Linked DNA regions of Mus musculus: region 1 is linked to region 2. A link is a contact called in public promoter capture Hi-C data. All regions are on one chromosome and are shown on one strand. Each heading gives the region's core, a stretch centred on a gene start, on an enhancer-like site or on the middle of the called end of the contact. The rest is flanking DNA. Distances are from core to core; before and after follow the strand shown.

Region 1 (5,835 bases), core at 748-3,247, 2.3 Mb after region 2:
AATTTGAAGTTTCAAACGGCTCAGGGATTCCCTGTTATCTTTCCCTCTCCCTCCTACTTGGGAATCAACTGTTCCTTTGCCATACCTTTACTCTAAAATCATGAACTCTCACTCACTGGCACTGTAAGTCCATATAAACTCTTTATTCTAGAAATTGTCAAGGTCATGATGTGTTATCATGGATATAGAAAAGTAACTAAGACTCTATCTGATTTTATGCTTAGGCTTGATGAAGCAGGGACGGTGATATAAAAAGATGATTCTTAAAGGGCCATGAGCCAATTGAAATGAACACTTCAGTTTTAGCAATCCCATTATCCAGTTTCCAGCAGGATCCCTATGGAATAAGGATATCAATTTCTTCCTCCCTTCCCTCCTTTTTCCTTTTCCTTCCTTCTTTTTCTCTCCTCCTCCTCCTCCTCCTCCCTCTTTCTTCTTCTTCCTCTCTCTCTCTCTCTCTCTCTCTCTCACACACACACACACAGCAATTACAATTTGGAAAATCATTATACAGTGAATCACAACTACCCTGTAGTTCCTTCAGAATACTCTTGAAGTTTTGATATAATCTCTAGTGCTCAGGAAGGAAAAGAAAACACATTAAGATTGTAAGCAAATGTTGGACAAGTAACTGAAGGAAGAAGAGGACAGTAAATAGTTCCTCCACAGGAAGATGACAAGAAGCAAGAAATCAGGTATGCTGGTGGCTTTGGAAACCTGTACTGGGAGGCCAGGAGGTACCTTTATAAAGCTAATGTGTGATTTGAGTTGCATTGGCTAAATAGACAGTTTATGAAACATGGAAAAACCAGGCCCTGGAGTTTGGGTCAGCCTTATCAAGAAATCTCTTAAGATCACCACTTTTCCTTGGATGTAGTGTATCAATATAAGTAAATCTCTCAAAGAGCTAACATTCTCTTTCCTCCTCTGCCTTCCATGGGGTTTGAATCTAGGACCTCAGATCAAGTTAAACAAGAGGCCCAGATCACTTTTTAGTTTTTGTTTTGAGATAGGGTCTCTAAAATTATCCAGGTTGGTCGTAAATTACTAATCCTCCTGACTCAGCCTCCTAGTAGCTGTGACCACCCACCTGAAACTCTAACTGGTACTATTTAACATGTATACTACCTACCCAACTAAAGTCCTTTAGGCTTTTTAAATGCAAGCTGTGGGCTTGCTTAAACATTCACTCATTTATTCATTCCACCAAAGTTCATGCAGGGTCTCCTAGTGTGAGAATTTTGTTAGGCACTGAGGGGTGGGGGCAGATACAAAGAGAATTGAACTTGGTCCCAGTCTCCCAGAAATTTACAGCTTAGTAATGGAAACAAATGTGCATTCATAAGACCTTATAGAAGGTGAAAATGTGAGAGCATGATTGGAGGGGATCGACCCTTGGAACATAAAGGTGGTGTAAAAAACCAAAACAAGAATTTTAAAACAAGTCGAGTTTTCAATGAACTTTAAAGCGTTTAGGTAATAGTCAACACCAAGACTGGCAGTCCAGGGTAGAGTAAGGAACAGACGTTTGATTTGTCTGGATAATAAGGCTCTTGAAGGGCCGTGTAATGAGGAATTTAGCGGGTTATAATTCCAGGATAGGGCAAGGCAGAAGGTACCAGAACAGAGACCTTATTTCTTCTCTTTATACTTTGACTTAACTTCATTAGACTCCTTTTTAAAATTCACCTCTTTCCTAGCGTTCAAATGGCTGGTGGTGGGGTGGGTTCAACATGTAAGTTAAGGGTTTGCAAAGAGGCCCATGAGTAACTTAAATCCCATACTTTGGGAACCCGAAAAGGAAACATGGTAGAGACTGCGTATGCCAAGCCCATTTAACAACACCAGCCACCCGACCCCCCTCAAGATGTTAGCTGTTGCCGGGGCAAGCTGCAGGCCAGACCTGAGGGCGGGTAGCCAGAGCTGGCGGGAGCTGAGATCCCTGAACTGGCGGGCCAGGGTTGAGGAAGAGAGGGAGGGAGGGAGGGAGGAAGCGCGAGAGGGAGGGAGGAAGAAAGAGAGGGAGGCGTGTCATGTGATCCGCTTCCCTGCTTCTTTAAGCGTCCACTGGCTGCCGGGCGGCCGCAGTCTCAGCTCTGGGCATCTGGGGAGCCCAAGCGGCTTCGCCCAGGCATCCGCGCGGGCGCCTGCGGTCTGTCCCACCTCCTCTGCTAACGCACCCTTGAAGTTTTGCAGCACCAGGAAAAGAGGGCAAGGAAGAAGGAGAGGGGAAGCGAAAGCATACCCTAAAACATTTACTTAAAGGAGAAAAGAAAGGGGGTCGCAGAAATGGCTGGGGCAATTATAGAAAACATGAGTACCAAGAAGCTCTGCATTGTTGGAGGGATTCTTCTGGTTTTCCAAATCGTTGCCTTTCTGGTGGGAGGCTTGATCGGTAAGTGTGAGAGCTGCAAACTTTCCCCTTTCCCTTTCTTCGGCCCTTCCCTCTTTTGCCTCTTGGGCTACTTGTTACAGTATCGCTGCCTTGCCTCTATGATCTAATTAGTCCGGCTATTGTGCTTAAGAAAGCAGAGCTCCATGGGGCTCCATGGGGCACAATCCAGTCTAGTGGCAAAGAGAAAAGGAGGGGAAAAGTTTTGGCCTAGTTTCAGTATCCACTTGAAAGGCAGGAGGGGGTGGGGGTGGATCTTAAGCATGGCGACGGATCGCGAGGAAGTGCTGGGTCGCAAAGTTGATTGCTCCCCGTGCTCTTTCCCTCGCCCGCCCCCCTTTCCCTCTCGGTTCCCTTCCAATCAGCACCGGGAGGGCAACGTAATCGACTTTATTAGGAATAACAGGGGAGTCGGGAGCTAAGCCCTGTGCCAGCCGCGAGCTGTTACTGGCTGTGGCTTGTGTAAATGCATTAGGTTGTCTCGGCGAGGGACTAGAGCTGGTTTTAGGGTCTCAACCTTTAAGCCCTTGGCTTCCATGCCGCCACCCCACCCATCTCTGGCGGTGGACTTGTTTGAACTGAGGACTCATAGAGTGGTTTGGGAGAGTCCTGGCCCTCTCAGCACGAACTTGGAGAGGGCGTAGGAGAAAGCCTGTCTGAAAGGTGTTGCTTTTGCCTCTTGTCCCCTCTGCCATCTCCCCTCCCCCTCTGCTTTGAGCCCCAAGATCCAGTGAGTCTGAAGCCTGAGGTCCTCCCCTGGCGCCAGGAGGATGTTTCCTGCTCCCTCCTGGGCTGCCCTCAGGTGACAGCTCCCAGGCGCCAGGGAGACTTTCTCAGTGCGCACCAAAAAAAAAAAAAAAAAAAAAGGCTTCGAACGTAACTGACCTTCTGCCTTAGGATCCACTCGGAAAACTCAACTTACTCCTACTGTCTTTTCCACCTCATGTCCCTTTCTCCTCAAGGTTCCGGACATCCTTGGACAAACTTCAGTGCCAACTTCGGAGCGGGCGCTGCTGGGCAGCTTAGCTTCCTTGGGGCTGGCTGTTGCTCTTGGCTGGGTGGAAGAGCTCAAGCAGGGGTCTGTGCTTCTTGAGGGAGTCCCTGGGCAGCGCAGGAGCTCCCTTGAGGGGGTGAGAGTAGTGGGTACGGTGTTTTTCCTATAGACTAGGGTGTGTTGGGTTAGCATTCCAGAGTGTCTGGTAATGGCAATCTTTGTAACACCAGGCTAAGTGTTTTAAACAAAGGAGAGGAGAAGCTTCAAGAAGGGAGTTCTGAGGAGGTCGAGTACACATTTCTAAGCCTCTGTCCTCCATATGGGCAAAGCACACAGAAACACACACACACACACACACACACACACACACACACACACACACACACACACAGCTTTTGTTTCGTTACGCCATGTACAATCTCTTTTTCTCTGAATTGGATTTTCCAGGCTCTTAATACTTCTCTGCTGGGAGCTGTAGGCAGAAGCAGTCTCAGTGATTACACCGCGGTTACAATTACACCTCTTGTTTCCCTTGATGAGCAGTTGCAGTTGGATGCTATTGGATCTTGTGTGATTTCAGTGGCAGACCATCATAAAATTTCTTGCACCTTGTGCTTTCAGGATTAAATTGGCCTATTATCCTTGCCTGACCTTCTCCTTTGAGGTTTTTTGCACACAGTAAACCATTACAGTTTCCTGTAGCTGCACCCCACCCCACCCCACGAAGCTGATGTGGGCCCACATACCTCTTGGTTCCTGTAGTAGGTTCCCTATAGCACTTCTGGAACTAGCATGTTTTCTGGAACCTCACCATTACAGTGGAGATCCCAAAGACCCCCTGCAAGTGTTTGCTGGACATTAGAATTACCAGTTAGAGCAGTTGTTTGCTCAAATTAGGGTTGTTTGAAGTAGGAAGTAAGTAGTGCTAAGGTTGTTCCCAACCCACCCCATCTAAGGTAGAACTTGGTTAATGAAGCTGCAGGCCCTGCCTAAATAGATTTTCCTAACTTAATACACTACGTTAGTTCTAACTTTTCTTAGAAAAGAAACATAACATTTCTTGGAGGAAGTTTTTATATAACTTTACTTTGTATCACTGTTTTACCTTCCTTCTCTCCCAGCTGCAGTAATTGTTCTCAGTTCTGGTACTGAGACTTAACAGATTATATGTAGCCTACACTAAATAGTGTTTTAGTTTTTACTTCTTTCACTTGCAGAGTAGCATTTTTTTTTAATCTTAAATACATTAAGGTAACCTAGGCTCTCTTATGACCTAAATACAGGAAATGGATATTAACAAGAGGTACATGCTATTTTTTCCACTCAGCTTCTCTAAATTGAAAGTAGATGAAGCTGTTCAGAGTGGACTAGTACAAGCAGTTCTTGAAATTACAGGAGCTAGAGCAGAGCTCTACTATTCAATCCCACTGCTACTTATGGGGTCAGGCATACTGATGATAAAGTAGTCTTCCTAAGGTTCCTTCTGAACTGTAGCCACTCTGATACTTTTGGATCCATGCCCCTCCGAGAAACTCAGGGGAGAAAAATACTATGGGAAAGCTCCTCATTGGAAATACATGACATAAACAAAAACAAAAGTACTCATGCCCTAAACAGCCATAGCAAATCATGAATCTCAAAGTGGCCAGGCAAGTCACTTAACCAATAGACTTATCTCCTTACTGGTAGATAAATGAGTTTAAAAACTCTTTCACCTCTGATTGTATAACTCTTTTAGTATTCAGAATTTTATATGACATTTGGATTAATATTCAGTTGTAGCCTCATAAAATCAAGGGGAAATTTTTAAAAGAAGCCATAAAAGCAAATAGAAGGGATTTGGCTAGGTTTATTTCAAATCCCCTGTATCCTAAAGGCTTTCTTACCTAACTTGTTCATTTGCTTTCTGGCTGGCTTTGTGGGTTTTTTTGGTACTAGTGTCTGTATATATTGTTGGACTTTTGATAACTTCAGTAAGGAATATCATATTTGGTAGAACTTGGTAGATTTATAAATTTATTCATTTATGGTTTTGTTAAATATTTGAGACACTATAAATTAGATATCTTTTTTATGCATTCAGTAAACTTCCTAAGTGGCTAGCTTTTTAGATGTATTTAATATTTAAGAACTTCAAAAAGGAAAACAAAATGTTTTGAAAGGTACAGCTTAATCTTACTTTCCTGAAAACCAGACCTGAAAAATACTAAGATAATTTTTCTTTGTTTTCATGCTTGATGAACTTAGTTCACGGAAAACCAGCTGTTGGGTAGTAGAAGGAGTGAAAAGAGACCATGTGACGAAACAAGAGTACAGCCCACTAAAAATCACGAACTGGGTTATCTGGCACATCATGCGTATAGACTCACCTCAGATTAATCATTTCTGGTGCTATGATGTTTGAAGAATCATGTTGCTGTTTCACCTAATTCTAAAATTATGAATAGAG
Region 2 (5,516 bases), core at 2,943-5,442:
TGGAAAGGACACATTAAAAACAGCAATGGTGGAGCTGGAAAGATGGCTCAGCAGTTAAGATCACTAACTGCTCTTCTTCAAGAGGTCCTGAGTTCAATTCCCAGCAACCACATGGTAGCTCACAACCATCTGTAATGGAATCCAATGCCCTCTTCTGGTATATCTGAAGGGAGCAACAGTGTACTCATATAAGTAAAATAAATATTTTTTAAAAGAGAAACATTACATTAAAAAAAACCAGCAATGTCTTCCTATGCTAGTATCACATTGCCTTGAAAAATTAATAAATGTTAGTTTTAAATAACAAAGACCATATTCTGCTAAAGTATAACTCAGTAGAAAACATTTGAAATGATTTTTAAAATCAGAGAGATTAATTTAAAAAATAAGTGGGAAACATGAAACAGAGGGCTGTTATTGGAATGAAGCTAACTGCTGAACCTTCATGAACATACCCTGGGAATCAGGGGTAGGGAAATCACAGCTGTACACATAAAAGGTGCTAGTGACTGCAATCAGGCTTGGAGAGGAGTCACACAACTGGGCCTACTGTAGAGATGCAAAAGAACCCATTCTGATCCACATCTCACAGCTGAACTCTGCCCAAAGTGAAGAGGCCTCTCAGAAAAGAAACAAGTACTGAGAAGCTAGAAATCATATAATTGTTGAATATGTCTACAGCTTAGATGCTTCTAAAGGAATGCCTACCCACTATGGGCAATTCAGGATGCATCAGGAAATTGAAAGACGCACCATTACCAGAGAGTGTGGTCCCATTACTGATTTACCAGCAAATTACTGAAGCACAGAGAAGGTCCATCTGCAGTGAACACAGAATAAAGCAGGCATGAGAGAGTGAAGACTCAGAAATAGCAACGGGCTTGTAATTCAGGAATTGTCCAGTGGGTCAGTCAAGTGACCACAGGAAAAAAATGCAACCCAGAGTCACTACAATGTATAATTTCCACTAAGTTATAGGATGCCACCTTCAGAGTAAATCAGCCCACAAATACAAGACTCCTGGGATCCCTCTACTTCCCTCGGTGGGGCTTCTGAAAAATCAAGAGATTGATGTTGAAATATAAACCTGATAGGTGTAGAGGCTTCAATGTGTTGGTTGGCATCCCTAAAACTAAGACAGTGTGTAACAGACCAGGTGCCCAGTGAGTACTCACTGAATGACTGAAGACGAAGGATGAGAAAGAACCACTGTTCTTACATGGCAACAGTGGATCTGGTTCTGAGGCCAAGTCCCTAGGGACGTTTAATGTGGTAAGTTCATACACATTAGCTGAATATTAAAATGTGGTTGAATCTAAAAAAAATGATACAAATGAGATGAATCATTTGCATATTGAAATTAAAATATTAATATTTTAATATTAATCTCTAGAGATTAATTTAATCTCTAAAGCAGAATTTAAATGTGACGATAGGTGAATATAAGCTTTAATGTTTTTGAAAAATGAAAATACGCTCCTTTTATTTCAGCCTCCACTGGTTTATTGGTTAATCAGAGATTCAAGTACAGGGCTGAGCTCATTCCCTCAAGCCTGTGGAAATGATCAGTCTAGTGATAAGATTTGTAATCCCAGCAATGGGGGCAAGGGGGACAAGGATCCTTATCCCTGAGGATCACGGACTAGTCATTCTATCCCAATTTGTGAGCTCCAGGAGATGAGAGACCCAGTCTCAAAGTACATGGAGGGAAAGAGGAGAACATGATCAGGTATTGGGGTGGGGTGGGGGTGACACTGGACTGAAGCCCCGAGGGCCAGCAGAAAGAATAGAAACAGTCAACCTATGGCGGTAGTAGGTGGGGGGACCCTCTAGAATGTATTAGAAACCTGGGACATGAGAGACTCTCAGGACTCAAAGGTAGGGGCCTTAGATGAAATGCCCTACAGTGGGGAGAGGGAGCTTATAGAGTCCACCTCCAGCAGAAAGACAGGACATCAAGTGAAGGGATGGGGTTGCCATCCTACAGTCAAAAACTCTGACCCAAAATTGTTCCTGTCTGAAAAAAAAACCTGCAGAGTCAAAAATGGAGGAGAGCCTAAGATAAAGAAGGTCCAGTGACTGGCCCAAATTGGCATCCAGCTCAAGGGGAGGCCTCAAGGCCTGACACTATTACTGATATTATGGAGTGTTTACAAACAGGAACCTATCATGACTGCCCTCCGAAAGGCCCAACAAGCAGCAGCTGAAAGACTCAGATGCAGATATTTACACCTAACCAATGGACAGAGGCTGGTGACCCCTGTGGTTGAATTAGGGAAAAGCTGGGAGAAGCTGAGCAGGAGGGCAACCCAATAGGAAGAGCAGTAGTCTCAACTAACCTGGACTCCGGAGATCGCTCAGACACTGAGCCACCAACCAGGCAGCATACACCAGCTGGTATGAGGCCCCCAACACACATACAGCAGAGGACTGATGGGTCTGGGTTCAGTCAGAGAAGATGCACCTAACCCTCAAGAGACTTCAGGTTTCAAGGAGTGGGGAAGGTCTTGAGGGGTGGGGGGTGGGGAACATCCTCTTGGAGCCGGGGTTTTGGGGGGAGGAGGAGGTATGGGATGTGGAACAGTTAGAAGGCAGACCAGGAGGGGGATTAAAGAATTAAAAAAAAAAATGTTTTAAAGAAATTCTCTTTAATACAAGATAGTGCATGTTAGCAGTTTAGCCACTAGAGGGGAGTGTCGTTTCAAATGAACTAAGTCAACTCTTGGCAGCTAGCAAAAGAACCAACAGGAAAACAACCAGGAGAATCTAAAAGTTACTTATTTGCAGGGTGAACAGCTAAAATGTAGGTAACTCTGGCTGGGAAAAAAAAAATGCTTCAAGAAGAGAAGGGTTTCTGAAACTTTGTTAAGAGCTGTCAACAAAGGAATACACATGGCTCCAGCTGCATATGTAGCAGAGGATGGTCTTGTCATGGTATCAAGTGGAAGGAGAGGTCCTTGGTCCTATGAAGGTTGGATAGATGCCCCAGTGTAGGGGAATCAAAGGTGGGGAGGTGGGAGTGGGTGGGTGGGTGGAGGAACACCCTCTTAGAAGCAGGGGGAGAGATGTGATAGGGTGTTACAGGGAGGGGCGGGAAAGGGGATAACATGAAATGTAAATGAAAATATCCAATAAGAGAGAGAGAGAGGGAGAGAGAGAGAGAGGGAGAGAGAGAGAGAGATTGATTAACTATCTTTGCCAATACATGTTCTTATGGTCGACCTTCTCAGTAAGCATTAGGCAGGGGGAAGTGACCTAATGAATAGAATGCTAACCACTCAAAGGAAGACCTGAATTGGGATTCCCAACACCTGAGTAAAAGTAGCCTGGCTGTTGGGCTTGGGTGTGTGAGGCCATACCAGGCCGGGAGTCACAGTGGAAGACACTCCATGTTGAAGTCTGACCTCAATGTAAATACGAAAGGACTCTCTCTCTCTCTCTCTCTCTCTCTCTCTCTCTCTCTCTCTCTCTCTCTCTCTCTCTCTCTCTCACACACACACACACACACACACAGCGGGGTGGGAAATAGGGGGATGATAATGTAAACAAGTTAGTTATTAATAAATATAAAATTTTTGATCTAACTAAAGGGTGGCATATTTTCTTTGATGTATGAATTCCAGAATACTCTTAAAATTTAAATGTATCATTATACTGAAATGTCACTCAGTGAAAATGTGAATTTGCTATGTACTTTCACCTGTGTGCTTACTTGGTTTTGGATTTTTAAACTGACATTATCCTAGAAAAGTATTTTACCAATATGAGTTTGGAATTAGTCCAAAGTAAAATAAGGCAATAGTTTCAGGAAGACTTAAAACACAAACTCATCCCTATTCTTTCCCAGATGTGAGTATCATATGTATATACATATGATATTGATACATATACATATATATATTTATATATATATATTAAATAAAACAAATTCAATGACAGTCAAACATGAGGAGAAATCAGCATTGCGATTCACGCAGCTACTAACATGTCAGATTTCGTCTTTTCTCCAGTGTCACGTAACCCAAAGGCTGATGAGCACTTTACAGAGTCCCAGAGCTGGAGAGGCAGACCTAGGGGGCGCGGCGCCAGGTGATCCCAGCCCACACCGCCCTTCGCCTGCCTACTCGCAGCACCGCCCCTCGAGCTCCAAGGCGCGGGAGGAGCCTCGCGCGGCGTCGGGCGGCGCCTGTCCAGTCCCCGCAGCCTAGCGCGGGAGGCGGCGGGCGATGGAGAGCAGAGCCTGGGCTCCGGCTGTCCCCCAGTGCACTCTGCTGCTATCCCGCAGCTGAGCCGGGAGGCTCCGGCCCCGTGCGCCCTACCGTGGCCCCGCCACTATGGCTAGCATGTGGGCGCCGGAGCACTCTGCTGAAGCGCACAGCAACCTGTCAAGTACTACCGACGACTGCGGCTCCGTGTCCGTGGCCTTTCCCATCACCATGATGGTCACTGGCTTCGTGGGCAACGCGCTGGCCATGCTGCTCGTGTCGCGCAGCTACCGGCGCCGCGAGAGCAAGCGCAAGAAGTCTTTCCTGCTGTGCATTGGCTGGCTGGCGCTCACCGACTTAGTGGGGCAGCTCCTGACCAGCCCGGTGGTCATCCTCGTGTACCTGTCACAGCGACGCTGGGAGCAGCTCGACCCATCGGGGCGTCTGTGCACCTTCTTCGGGCTAACCATGACAGTGTTCGGGCTATCCTCGCTCCTGGTGGCCAGCGCCATGGCCGTGGAGCGCGCCCTGGCCATCCGTGCGCCGCACTGGTATGCCAGCCACATGAAGACTCGCGCCACGCGCGCGGTACTGCTGGGCGTGTGGCTGTCTGTGCTCGCCTTCGCGCTGCTGCCGGTGCTGGGCGTGGGCCGCTACAGCGTGCAGTGGCCGGGCACGTGGTGCTTCATCAGCACCGGGCCGGCGGGCAACGAGACAGACCCTGCGCGCGAGCCGGGCAGCGTGGCCTTTGCCTCCGCCTTCGCCTGCTTGGGCTTGCTGGCTCTGGTGGTGACCTTTGCCTGCAACCTGGCGACCATCAAAGCCCTGGTGTCCCGCTGTCGGGCCAAAGCCGCCGTCTCGCAGTCCAGCGCCCAGTGGGGCAGAATCACCACGGAGACGGCCATCCAGCTCATGGGGATCATGTGTGTGCTGTCCGTCTGTTGGTCGCCGCTATTGGTAAGTAGTTGGTAGAGTGGGGGCGTTTGTAGGGAGCCGTAAATGTAGGGAAACTTTCTGAAAGTGACTAGCACCCAGAATTCCTGCCGCTCATGCGGCCCCGGGTTGCAGCCTCCAGCCAAGAGCCTAAGCCGCTTGCGGAGCTTACAAGAGCTAGTCAAGTCGGTCCAGACTTGCCAGGCGCTTGTGAAGATGCAAACAGCCTAGGCACAGAGGTGGGTAGACGCTGCTCAAGCCAGTGCAGACTGATGTTTGCCCCTTGCGTTATAAGAGGAGGTATGATGACAACTCTAGCTCAACCTGCTAATCCCGCTGCGATGTTTGGGCACCTGGGAGCCAGGCAGGTCCTATGGC

The links. Promoter capture Hi-C pulls out the DNA fragments that hold promoters and counts their contacts.
Region 1: a promoter capture Hi-C map of frontonasal cranial neural crest shows a contact between it and region 2. The contact joins the promoter of Wls here to the promoter of Ptger3 in region 2. A contact is called at or near these places in 2 of 39 promoter capture datasets (the 3T3-L1 cell line and frontonasal cranial neural crest).

Annotation. Positions count from the first base shown.
Region 1 is chr3:159,837,653-159,843,487 of GRCm38.p6, forward strand. It overlaps Wls (wntless WNT ligand secretion mediator), which reads left to right and starts at 1,998. Exons shown (of 12, transcript NM_026582.5): 1 at 1,998-2,395. The coding sequence starts at 2,290.
Region 2 is chr3:157,562,684-157,568,199 of GRCm38.p6, forward strand. Ptger3 (prostaglandin E receptor 3 (subtype EP3)) reads left to right here and starts at 4,193. Exons shown (of 4, transcript NM_001359745.2): 1 at 4,193-5,162. The coding sequence starts at 4,335.